2 separate regions of the Triticum aestivum genome follow, and region 1 is linked to region 2. The links are chromatin contacts, called in public Hi-C maps. All regions are on one chromosome and are shown on one strand. The core of a region is the stretch at or near the end of the contact, and the rest is flanking DNA. Distances in the headings are between cores, read along the strand shown. Region 1 overlaps LOC123046490. Region 2 has its middle 12 kb from the start of LOC123046488.

Region 1 (4,627 bases), core at 498-2,997, 280 kb after region 2:
TTGACGTCCATCTACCTGATTTCATAATCATAGTATGCGGCAATTGCTAACATAATTCTAACAGACTTAAGCATCGCTACGGGTGAGAAAGTCTCATCGTAGTCAACTCCTTGAATTTGTCGGAAACCCTTTGCGACAAGTCGAGCTTTATAGACGATGACATTACCATCAATGTATGTCTTCTTCTTAAAAGATCTATTTATTCTCAATGGCTTGTCGATCATCGGGCAAGTCCACCAAAGTCCATACTTTGTTCTCAAACATGGATACTGTCTCGGATTTCATGGCCTCAAGCCATTTGTTGGAATCCGGGTTCATCATAGCTTAGTCATAGTTCGTTGGTTCGCCGTTGTCTAACAACATGACTTCCAGGACTAGAATACCATACCACTCTGGTGCAGAGCGTACCCTGGTCGACCCATTAAGTTCAGCAGTAACTTGATCCGAAGTATCATGATCATCATCCTTAGCTTCCTCTTCGGTTGGTGTAGGCATCACCAGAACTACTTTCTATGATGTGCTACCTTTCTGTTTTTGGCATCTATTGAAAATGCTCTATTTTTTTGTTTAAGATTACGCCTAGGCGTATCGTATTTTTATGGAAAACATTTATTTTCAATCGGCTGATAATAGCTACGCATAAGTCGCTTCGCCCTAACAACGTGTGTCCCGCGTGGCGTGGTCCCGTGCACACCTTATCCTCCCCGCGTGCCCTCGTCCTCCTCCGCTGAAATTTTATCCCGTCCTTTAAATCCCCACCGCCTTCTACCGACGGAGGAACAACAAGCTACCACTGACCACCGGCCCGTCGTCACCGGCAGCAGCCACCACTGCAGGAGCCAACCCAACCGCTGTTGCGGGCACCACCAGTTGGTACAACTGCTCCACTTACTTCTTCTCTTTTTTCTCGTCACGGGCACATCAGCTGTTGCGATCCCACGATCTCGCTGTCGATGATGGAACGCGGATCAGCGGCGGAGCTGCAGTGCAGCAAGCCACATGCGACCCGTAGAGTCGGAGCTGTCAGCGCTGCGTTGGAGCTCCACCGAGACTACAATGGAGCTCGGCCGGAGTTGCAATGGAGCTTCGTCGAAGCCGTCAGCATTGCGTTTGAGCTCCGTCGGTGCTGCAATGGAGCTCGACAGGAATTGCAATGGAGCTTCGCCGGAGCCGTCGGTGCTGCGTTGGAGCTCTGTCGGGGTTGCAATGGAGCTTCGCCGGAGCATCAGTGCTGTGTTGAAAAATCGTGACCGTGTGGGTCGAAAAATCGTGACAGGTCAGTGACCGTGCCGCCCGGGCGTTTGAGGAGTGTTTGGGGCAGCCAGGCCGTAGATGGTCTAAGGTGTCTCAAATTACAATTTCTTTGGGACCGACGGCTGTTTTTGGCATCTATTGGAAGATGCTCTGTGAACAGCCAAAATGGTTTGCGTGTACGTACCAAACCGTGCAACGAAGTTGGTTTTGCTCTAGGACGCAGCTCTCTCGGCGTTGGCGTCATATGGCACTCACACATCCTCCAGCGCCCCTGGAGCGTCCACGTCCTCCACCGCAGCGGATCACGGTACCGCTCGCCGCCCGCCGCGGTGGGTGGGCGCCGGATTGCGTCACGTCCCCGAACCCCGCACACCGGCACGCAGATCCCCACAAGTCCACCGCCCCGCGTCGCCCACCGCAGGTTTTCACACCGTCCGTCCGTGCCCGTGTCGCGCTCCCCGCGCCTCGCGGATCGCGCGCGCGCGTCCACCGTTGCGGCGTCCACATGTCAGCCTGGTCGAGCACCGCAGGCAGGCGGCCAGACGGGTGGAGACGGGCACGACTGGGGGGCGGCGGGCGGACGTGGGGCCCAGCCCGGCCGTGTGGCGGTGGGCCCCCCGGGGTTCCCCGTTCCACACGCGTGTGCGCCCGGCCGCCGCTCGGCCAGTGGATGGGATGGGATATCCGCACTTGTTTATGTTTTGATTGATAGTGGGGCGTGGATCGGCGGCCGGCGCCACGCAGGGCCCGCCGTGACGTCGCCGTTTCCCCGTTCGCCGTAGCTTTCCGCTCCGGCGCGCTGTGCGGTCGCTCGCGGACCCGATTCGCTTTTTGTCTGACCGTGGCTCTACGCCGACAGGCCTCTTTTACACCTGCAAGGCTGCAAACTGCCACCGACCGACGACGGGTGGTTGGGCGGGCTCCCTTGGCCCTGACCGACCGAATCGGTCGATTGGCTTGGGCTGCCGCTCCACATCGTCGTAAAGCTACGAAGCGTTCGATTTTCTGGTCGGCCTCGTAGAGTAGAAGCTTCAGGAGTTGGAGGGCTTCCGAACGATCCAGGGCTTCGGAACGGGAAACAGAAATTCAAAATTTTGAATATGGATGGATGGACTCTCCCTCTCGCTGCCGGTGATTTGACGCCAAGAGCGATTGGATTGGATTGGATGATGAGACGATCGAACACCCAACATAGGAACTAATCATTTTTCCAATCAGAACCTTATTTTAATTTTTTTTCAAAACGGAGGCAAAGATTGTCTCATCTATTAAATAAGCAGAAGAGAATTGCCCAATTAATTACGGAAAACCGGGCAAAAACCGAAACAACAAGGGCCAAGCCCATTCCCATAGACTGAAACACACAGGGCAAAGCCCATCCTTATCGACAACATGCCGACCTACGGCCAGACAACGCAACTCCGACTTTGACAGAGAACTCAGAAGAACGAAATCAGGCACGGCTGGCGCCACGGAAGATCGTCGAAAGGGCCACCTGCAGCCAGTCATCGTACACCACAGGGCCCCACCGCCGCATCTTCGACTCCACAGCAACAAACAAACCGAGGCAATACCGTGGACACGCCGAAGAAGAGCCGACTATCGCAACCATTGCCGCGTCGCCGACATCGCTCCCACCATCATCGTTGCCACAGAAGTCTGGCCGCCACAGTGATTCTCTCGGGGCCGCCGCCCCAACATCCACCGCTCCCTCGCGCCCAGCGCAATCAACCGGCACCGCCTTCCGGGGCCGCCGCCCCGACATATCACCACTCCCCTCGAGCAGCAACGCCGCGCAACCCGGCTGCCCGCAGCCCACACTGCTCAGGGCAACCGCTCGCAGGCCACGAACGTCACACCACATCCGGGGCCGCCGCCCCGACGTAAAGTCAGACCGCCCCCTCTAGGGCGCATCGACCAGGCCGACGACCTCGCTACCCACGCAACACCAAGCCGCCACCAAAACAATGCACAACCGCGACTTTACCCCATAGAGGCACCGTTGCATCGCTATCCGAGGCCGCCGCCTCGGCGTACATCCACCGTCCAGAGCCGCCGCCCCGGCCTCCATCACCCCGACGGCGACGCAGCTCTGCACCACTGCCATGAGACCACCACTCCACAAAGGTCATTGCTTCCAAGGCGGTGCCTCCAAGAAGGTAACGGCATAATTGCCGCCGCCGCCCGCTCCAATGGAGCTTGGGTTTTCACCCGGAAACACCAGACAGTTGCGGCAGTAGATGGACGTAGCTCCGCGATGTGCCTTCAGCAAGGAATGCAATGCTCAAGAACATCGCCAACATCGGCACCGACCCGAGAAGGTGCAAGACTTTCGCCCGGAGAATCTACTCCACTGCCGAGCCTCACGAGGTAGCCAATGACATAGGAACACAGCAAGCTGCGCAGAGTGCATCGTTGCCAACCACCAGCCCTCAACACGCCGCAGCAAAACGCCTTGCCAGATCTGCGCACCCCCGGCCACCTCCAGCCCAAACTGCTGCTCCATTGCACACACGGCCAGAGCGGTAGAAGAGTACACCACTCCGGTGGCTAGAGACCGATCTCCACGACCACCATCACAGCGCCGCTGCGTCGCCGCCCAAAAACTGCGGCTCACCGCCACCGCCGCAGCTCACCAACAGAAGAAACCTCCACCGTCGCGGCGCCGCCACGCCGCCATCCAAAAGCTGCGGCTCGCCGCCATCACCACAGCTCCTCCGGCCGAGGGAGGGGACCCCAGGCACCCAGCGCGCCAAACAGCCGCAGCCCGCCGGAGCGTCGCCGTCGCAGCACGCCGGAGCGCCTCCACCGACAGATCTGGGCGCCGGGCGCCAGATCGACGACGGCGGGACGGCGCTGGGGCAGAACCTTATTATTAAAACACGGCCGACGAACTATAGCGCCGGATTATTTTATCTGCAACAAGACCGCGGCAGCGCGGGCGACACGAGCGAACAGGAAGCTGCAGAGAAACCGGGGCAGGCAGGCAGGCAGGCGGGCAGGCGTCACGTTGCCCACGACGGACGAGGCCGCCAGCGCGTGGGCACGCACAGGTGGCGTGCTGCACCGCGTGATGGCCGGCGGTAAAGCGAAGGTCACGACGCCTCCGCGCCAAACAAACCAACACGGCCACCACAAGCCGCGTCGGAGAAGCGAGTTCAGAGTGACGACTTTGAAAACATATGCACATGATCTATCTGGTCAAAGGGATTTGCACATGATTTACACCCTGAGCTGCACGCACGCGGGGCTGATTGCTCCCGTGCAGATGCACCGTCCTCCGATAGACAAAATCTGAGCCACAACAGGAGGCCCGCGTTGGGTCTAACTCCAACGCTCATCATCCTGCTCCTCGCCGTCGTCTTGATCTTCT
Region 2 (5,036 bases), core at 497-2,996:
TTTTAAACCTTCGAACGCATCCTCAAGGGCCGGATCATGAGCCATGTTATCCCAATCTTCATCATCCTCCTGGCTGAGATCTGCCACAACCTCCTCCCTCGCTTCCTCAGCCGGTTTGTCCATGATCAGACCCCCGGTCGATAGGCCTCCATCACGTAACCCATCCCCATCTGTCCTCCCGTCTATATGCCCTAATCCCGCCAGGCCTCCCTTCGTTCCCTCTTCCTCCTTCTCAAGCATCGGATCCTCCATGGTGTCGGCTCTCGATCTCGCTCTAGGCCTATCAATCCCGGGGGGAACCCAGCGATCGGCGGTAGGGTTTATTGGTGGACTCCGGCGCCGCCGCCAGAGGAAGAGGTGGACTCTAGGAAAACCCTAGAGGAAAAAACTATTGCATCTCGTAAGTATAAAACACTTCAAACATAATAAAAAATTGCATCGACGCCTTTGAACCACCGAACGACTAATGTTGTTGTTAGAATGAGCAGTTGTCCCAGCCTGACTTTGTTGATGATAACTGAAAAGTCTTCATGCATGTGCCACTAAGGACCAGTGCCCGGAGTTGTAGTCATCACCGTTGAATCCCTGAATTGATCTTGTGGAACCCAAACCTCGCCGCATCGAGAAGCTGACAGGAATCTACGTCGGACCTCCGACTAATCTATCCCACCAGACGAACTTAAGGAAGAAGCGTCGCCGTCCGTCCGAGCCTGTCCTTACGAGGACTAAAAAAACCCTAACCTATCTTCTAGTTGGAGCCGAGGCATCAGGATTCTCCTTTCCTACCAGTGATGGGCAGAGAAAAGTTGAATCCACGGACTTGTCGTCGAAGATCGAGGGGAGGAAGACTGTATCCTAGTCATCTTGTGAGATTCAGACAACTAGCAGGTTCGGCGGCGCCCCTCATTTATCTCCTCCGGTTTTCTTTCCTCCCGTAACGCATGTGTTTCTCTGTCGGTTTTCTGCTTGATTTTTTTTGCTGGTTTACCTTTTATTTGGTTGTTTTTTTCGTTTTTTTCATTTTATGGTTTTTTAATAATGAGAATTTATTAATTTCGTGAAGAGTCTTTAATTTCCTCTAATAATTTTTAAAAACTTAAAATTCATAAAACATTTTTTATGAAACTCATGAACAAAATTTTAAATTCATGAAGACTCTTTAAGAAATGGTATTTTTTTAGAATAGACAACTTTTTAAATAATCTTATCTGCAAAAAAAGAAGTAGTGGTTTTTCGCGAGCGCGGCGCCGCAACCTGGAGAAGCGAGATCGCCGGGCGACGCCCCGTCGCCCCGATGGCTGGCACCAGCACGGCCGCACGGGTGTCGGGTGGTCGCGCCTCTCCGCCGTGCGCGCGAGGAAATCGCAGCGCCTTCGACGTGTCGTTCATCCCCGATGGAAGAAGGGAAAACCTGTCGGCTAACCACGCGGACATATTCTTCCCGCAAAAAACACACGCACGCACGCACAAGCACACATATTCGCCCGAATCTGCATGGCGTGCACTGCTGCCCCGCCGTCGCGTGCACCACTGTCTCGTCGGCTTGGGTGGGGGGCACGAGCACGACCACGGACCACCACCACCACGCGACGCACCTTGTTTCCAGAGACGTGGGGGCAAGCGAGGAGCAGGTTCGGCGCCGCCGCGCGCCGCTGCTCGATCCGATCCACCGGGCCTACGTGCTTTTGCCAGCAAGCTCGTGGTCCGGCGGTTAATTTATTCCGCCGGGCGCCGCCTGATCCAAAGCCGCCGGTGCCTGCCCTCTGCGGGCCCGCGACGACGCGTGCCCGTCCCTGTATGGCTGGCTCACGTTCAGAGCCGGAAAAAAAGGCAGCGTTCTTCGCCCAAGCACTTGAGTTGATGCCTACCGACGCGCGGCAAGGCGAGAGCCGCCGTTTCCATTTCGCCACTGCCTTTCCGCTCAAAAGTCACCGTGCTCTTGCGGGGTGCAAGCAATATCGGCATTCGGCAAACTGAATGCGAAACGTCGCCTATTTTGTGGAATATTCAGCGCCCACAGGATTGGTTTCCAAAAGAGAGACAACCATATAAACAATACTAGCCATAATGGAGAGTAACATACACATATCCCTAGACTATGTTACTACCTCAATAGTGGATAGTAACATAAGTGTGGTAACATGCAAAACTTCATTTATTAGGTTATAGACTCATATTGCATTGGGACATGTGATGTTACAGTAACTAGCTAAGTTACTAGTACTACATCTCTCCTCATTAACTCACTGCCACATAAGCAAATTTGCTGAGTTGGACTCGATGTTACTACCGAAGTTACTCCCACTGTGGCTAGTCATAGTGGGGAGTAACTTAGAGTAGTAACATGCATACGTTACTACTCTATGTTACTACCCTTATAGTGAGAAGTGTCATATGTCTAGTAACATATACATGTTTATTTATTGTTTTATAGACTCATTTTACATTGAAAAGCGCTATGTGATGGTAACATATTAGGTTACTCTATTTGCCTCTCTCCTCATTAACTACTTGCCACATTAATATTTTTGCTTATGTGGCATCTATGTTACTATCCATGTTACTCCCACTATGAGCAGCCTAACTATTACTGCTCGGCTAAAAGAAAACTACTTCTAGCTTTATGCATGTATGCATCTTGACTTGGTTAGCATCGACCGAACTAACGTTACAGCAAGCAAGGCTCCTCCGGAAAGAAGAGGAAACCACTAGCTTGCCACTTGATTCCTGGGCAAAACCGATCGAAGCTGCAATTCCGTCAACAACTACTGCTGCCGTCTTCTCATCGGATCAACTCAAGTAATAGGAGTAGTAAAGCTGATACGATATGCTCGCTTGCTTGCTTGCTTGCTAGAGAATCCATCCAGCCGCAGCAAAACAGTCATCGATGGAGCAGGCTTTGCAAAAATCCAACCGTGAACTGCTCCTCGCGGCCGGGCAATGGCACCGGCAGACCGCGACCGCGAGTATATACAGAAGCACACAGGGACGCACGCGTCGATCATGTGTAGAACTCGGCGGAGTGGGGAGGTCAGCTTTGCCGCGTTCCGAAGGAAGCTCGTAGGGCGACAGACGGGAAGGCGCGCTAGGATGTGCGTGCGTGGTCGGCTGTTGCGGTTGCGTTGCAGCGTGGGAGAGCACGAGCGCGCGACCGCTGACCCTGTGCCCACTGCACTGCCTGCCTGGCGAGTGGCGACGCGACGCGATTGCTCTCCGCTCCGTCCGCGCGCCGTGTGTATGTACGTGCGGACTCGTTCCTACCTCTACCGGCCCTGTTTTGACGGAGACAGACCCTCCTTCACGCGCGTCGTCGCGGCCTTTCAAGGGCGCGTTTGGTTGCCCGTATTTGGGCCAGCCATACCCACGCGAGATTAAATCGGTGTGTTTGGTTCACCTGCATACACTGTTCGCCCTGCATTGCACAAACTATAAAGCACCCCGAGCTAGGCCGTGAGCTCATCAAATAGACAATTTCTCGCAAGCCAAACCGAGCGAAGCCACAACAAGCGCAGTGGATGAGCCCCTTGCACCAGAGGAGGCTCGAGGGATGCGAGCTCTGTAGGAGCTTCTTCTTCCACCTCCACTAACATCCTCCCTAATCTCCTTTCTTCCTTCTTACTTCTAATCTACACAACGATGCTTCAATTTGAAATAAGCTCTACACGAAAAAGATGCACAACAATGTGACGGGTTCCATTTTTGCGATCCATTTCTAGTTTCGTCGCCCGTAAATGCTCAATTTTGTGTTCATGTTAGGAACTATTTTGGACGAATCTGGTCAGATTCGTCGTGCACGATCAATCATTTCAAATTTCCTTTAACCAGTAGCCTAATTTCGCAATTCCTCACGACATTGGTGTTGCAAATTTTTTGTTTCGTCGATCCTACTGCATCAACGCCGCAATTACGCACTGTCTTCGTGCGGGCTTTTTCTGCTTCGACGAGGCTATCAGCTAGTTCGCCGCGCCGCCGACGGGGTCGCTAGCGCATGGCTCAATGCTCGTCGTGTCGGACACGGAGCTACAACCACCGTCCACCGCAGTTGCCATGGTCCGACACGCACTGCATTTCTCCTCACTGTTCCTCTGCCTCAGCGCTCCTCCGCACGAACTTCATTTGCGGCGGCGACGCTAGTAACTAGTTCGCCGTGGAGCCGGCAAGAACGCTCGCCCAAGACTCCATGCTCGTCGTGTCGGACGCGGCGCCGCGGTCACCGTCCACTTCAATTGTGAGTCACAGTGTGCGCGTTAGTGTAAGTGTTAGCTCTTAATCATATCTCGCATATACAACCAAACACCGTGTAGTTGCGTGAGACGAGCCAATACAGACAATCAAACACCGTGCGCTAAGTCATCCCCTAATGCGAGAGGCCTAAATGCGGGCAATCAAACAATGCGCAAACGTTAGTTGCTCTCTTGAGCCAGCCCGAGCTGCTATGGCTGCCAAACGGGCCACAAGTCGTTGCCGCGGCCGTGGCCCCTCCCATTCCTCCCGCCCCCTGGCCCTACTCCTCGAAGGATCTCCCGCGCGTGGAAGTCAGTCGCTGGAGAGGAGCATCCGTGCTACGCGTTGCGAGCCAGACGCTGGCGTCTGCCGCCTGGCGGTGGCTCCGCCTTCCGCGGATGCCGAAACATGAAACGGAAGCGAGACCATGCTGCGCCGCGCCTCGATGGCAGCACCAGTTCACGTCGTTAGGGGCACCCAAATTCTGCCATGCGGTAGATGCGGACAGCAGGAGGATGAATTTCACCTCTTTTTTCTCTGCGGCTTTGCAAGAGCAGCATGGTTTTCTTCGCCTTGGTTTATTCGAGCGGATGTTCTTACTCAAGGGCACTCTTCTATGCATTCCATTCTCATCTTTCTTATTAATATGAGTTACCCTCATGCCTCTATTCAGAATGTTTTTAATTTTTTATGGTGCCTGTGGAAAGCTCGAAATGATTTTCTTTTTGATAGGAAAAATCATCTTCCTCATCAGGTTAATATTGCTGCTACAACTTCGGACTTTGGGCATTTGCATAATCTTCACAATCCTT

What was found. Hi-C and Micro-C count contacts between places; a contact is called where the count stands out from the background.
Region 1: a Hi-C map of leaf shows a contact between it and region 2, with 5 times the contacts expected there. The contact joins two enhancer-like sites. A contact is called at or near these places in 2 of 5 Hi-C or Micro-C datasets (both in leaf).

Annotation. Positions count from the first base shown.
Region 1 is chr2B:648,804,839-648,809,465 of IWGSC CS RefSeq v2.1, forward strand. LOC123046490 reads right to left here. Exons shown (of 9, transcript XM_044469877.1): 9 at 4,419-4,627. The coding sequence ends at 4,579. Among protein-coding and RNA genes, the nearest start is that of LOC123046490, 9.1 kb to the right of the region's middle. Within about 2 kb of position 1,748, at least 8 of the 8 cell types and tissues checked have an H3K27ac peak or open chromatin away from gene starts, as enhancers often do. A contact at or near this core is called in leaf, where this site is marked.
Region 2 is chr2B:648,523,070-648,528,105 of IWGSC CS RefSeq v2.1, forward strand. No RefSeq gene overlaps it. Among protein-coding and RNA genes, the nearest start is that of LOC123046488, 12 kb to the left of the region's middle. Within about 2 kb of position 1,747, at least 4 of the 8 cell types and tissues checked have an H3K27ac peak or open chromatin away from gene starts, as enhancers often do. A contact at or near this core is called in leaf, where this site is marked.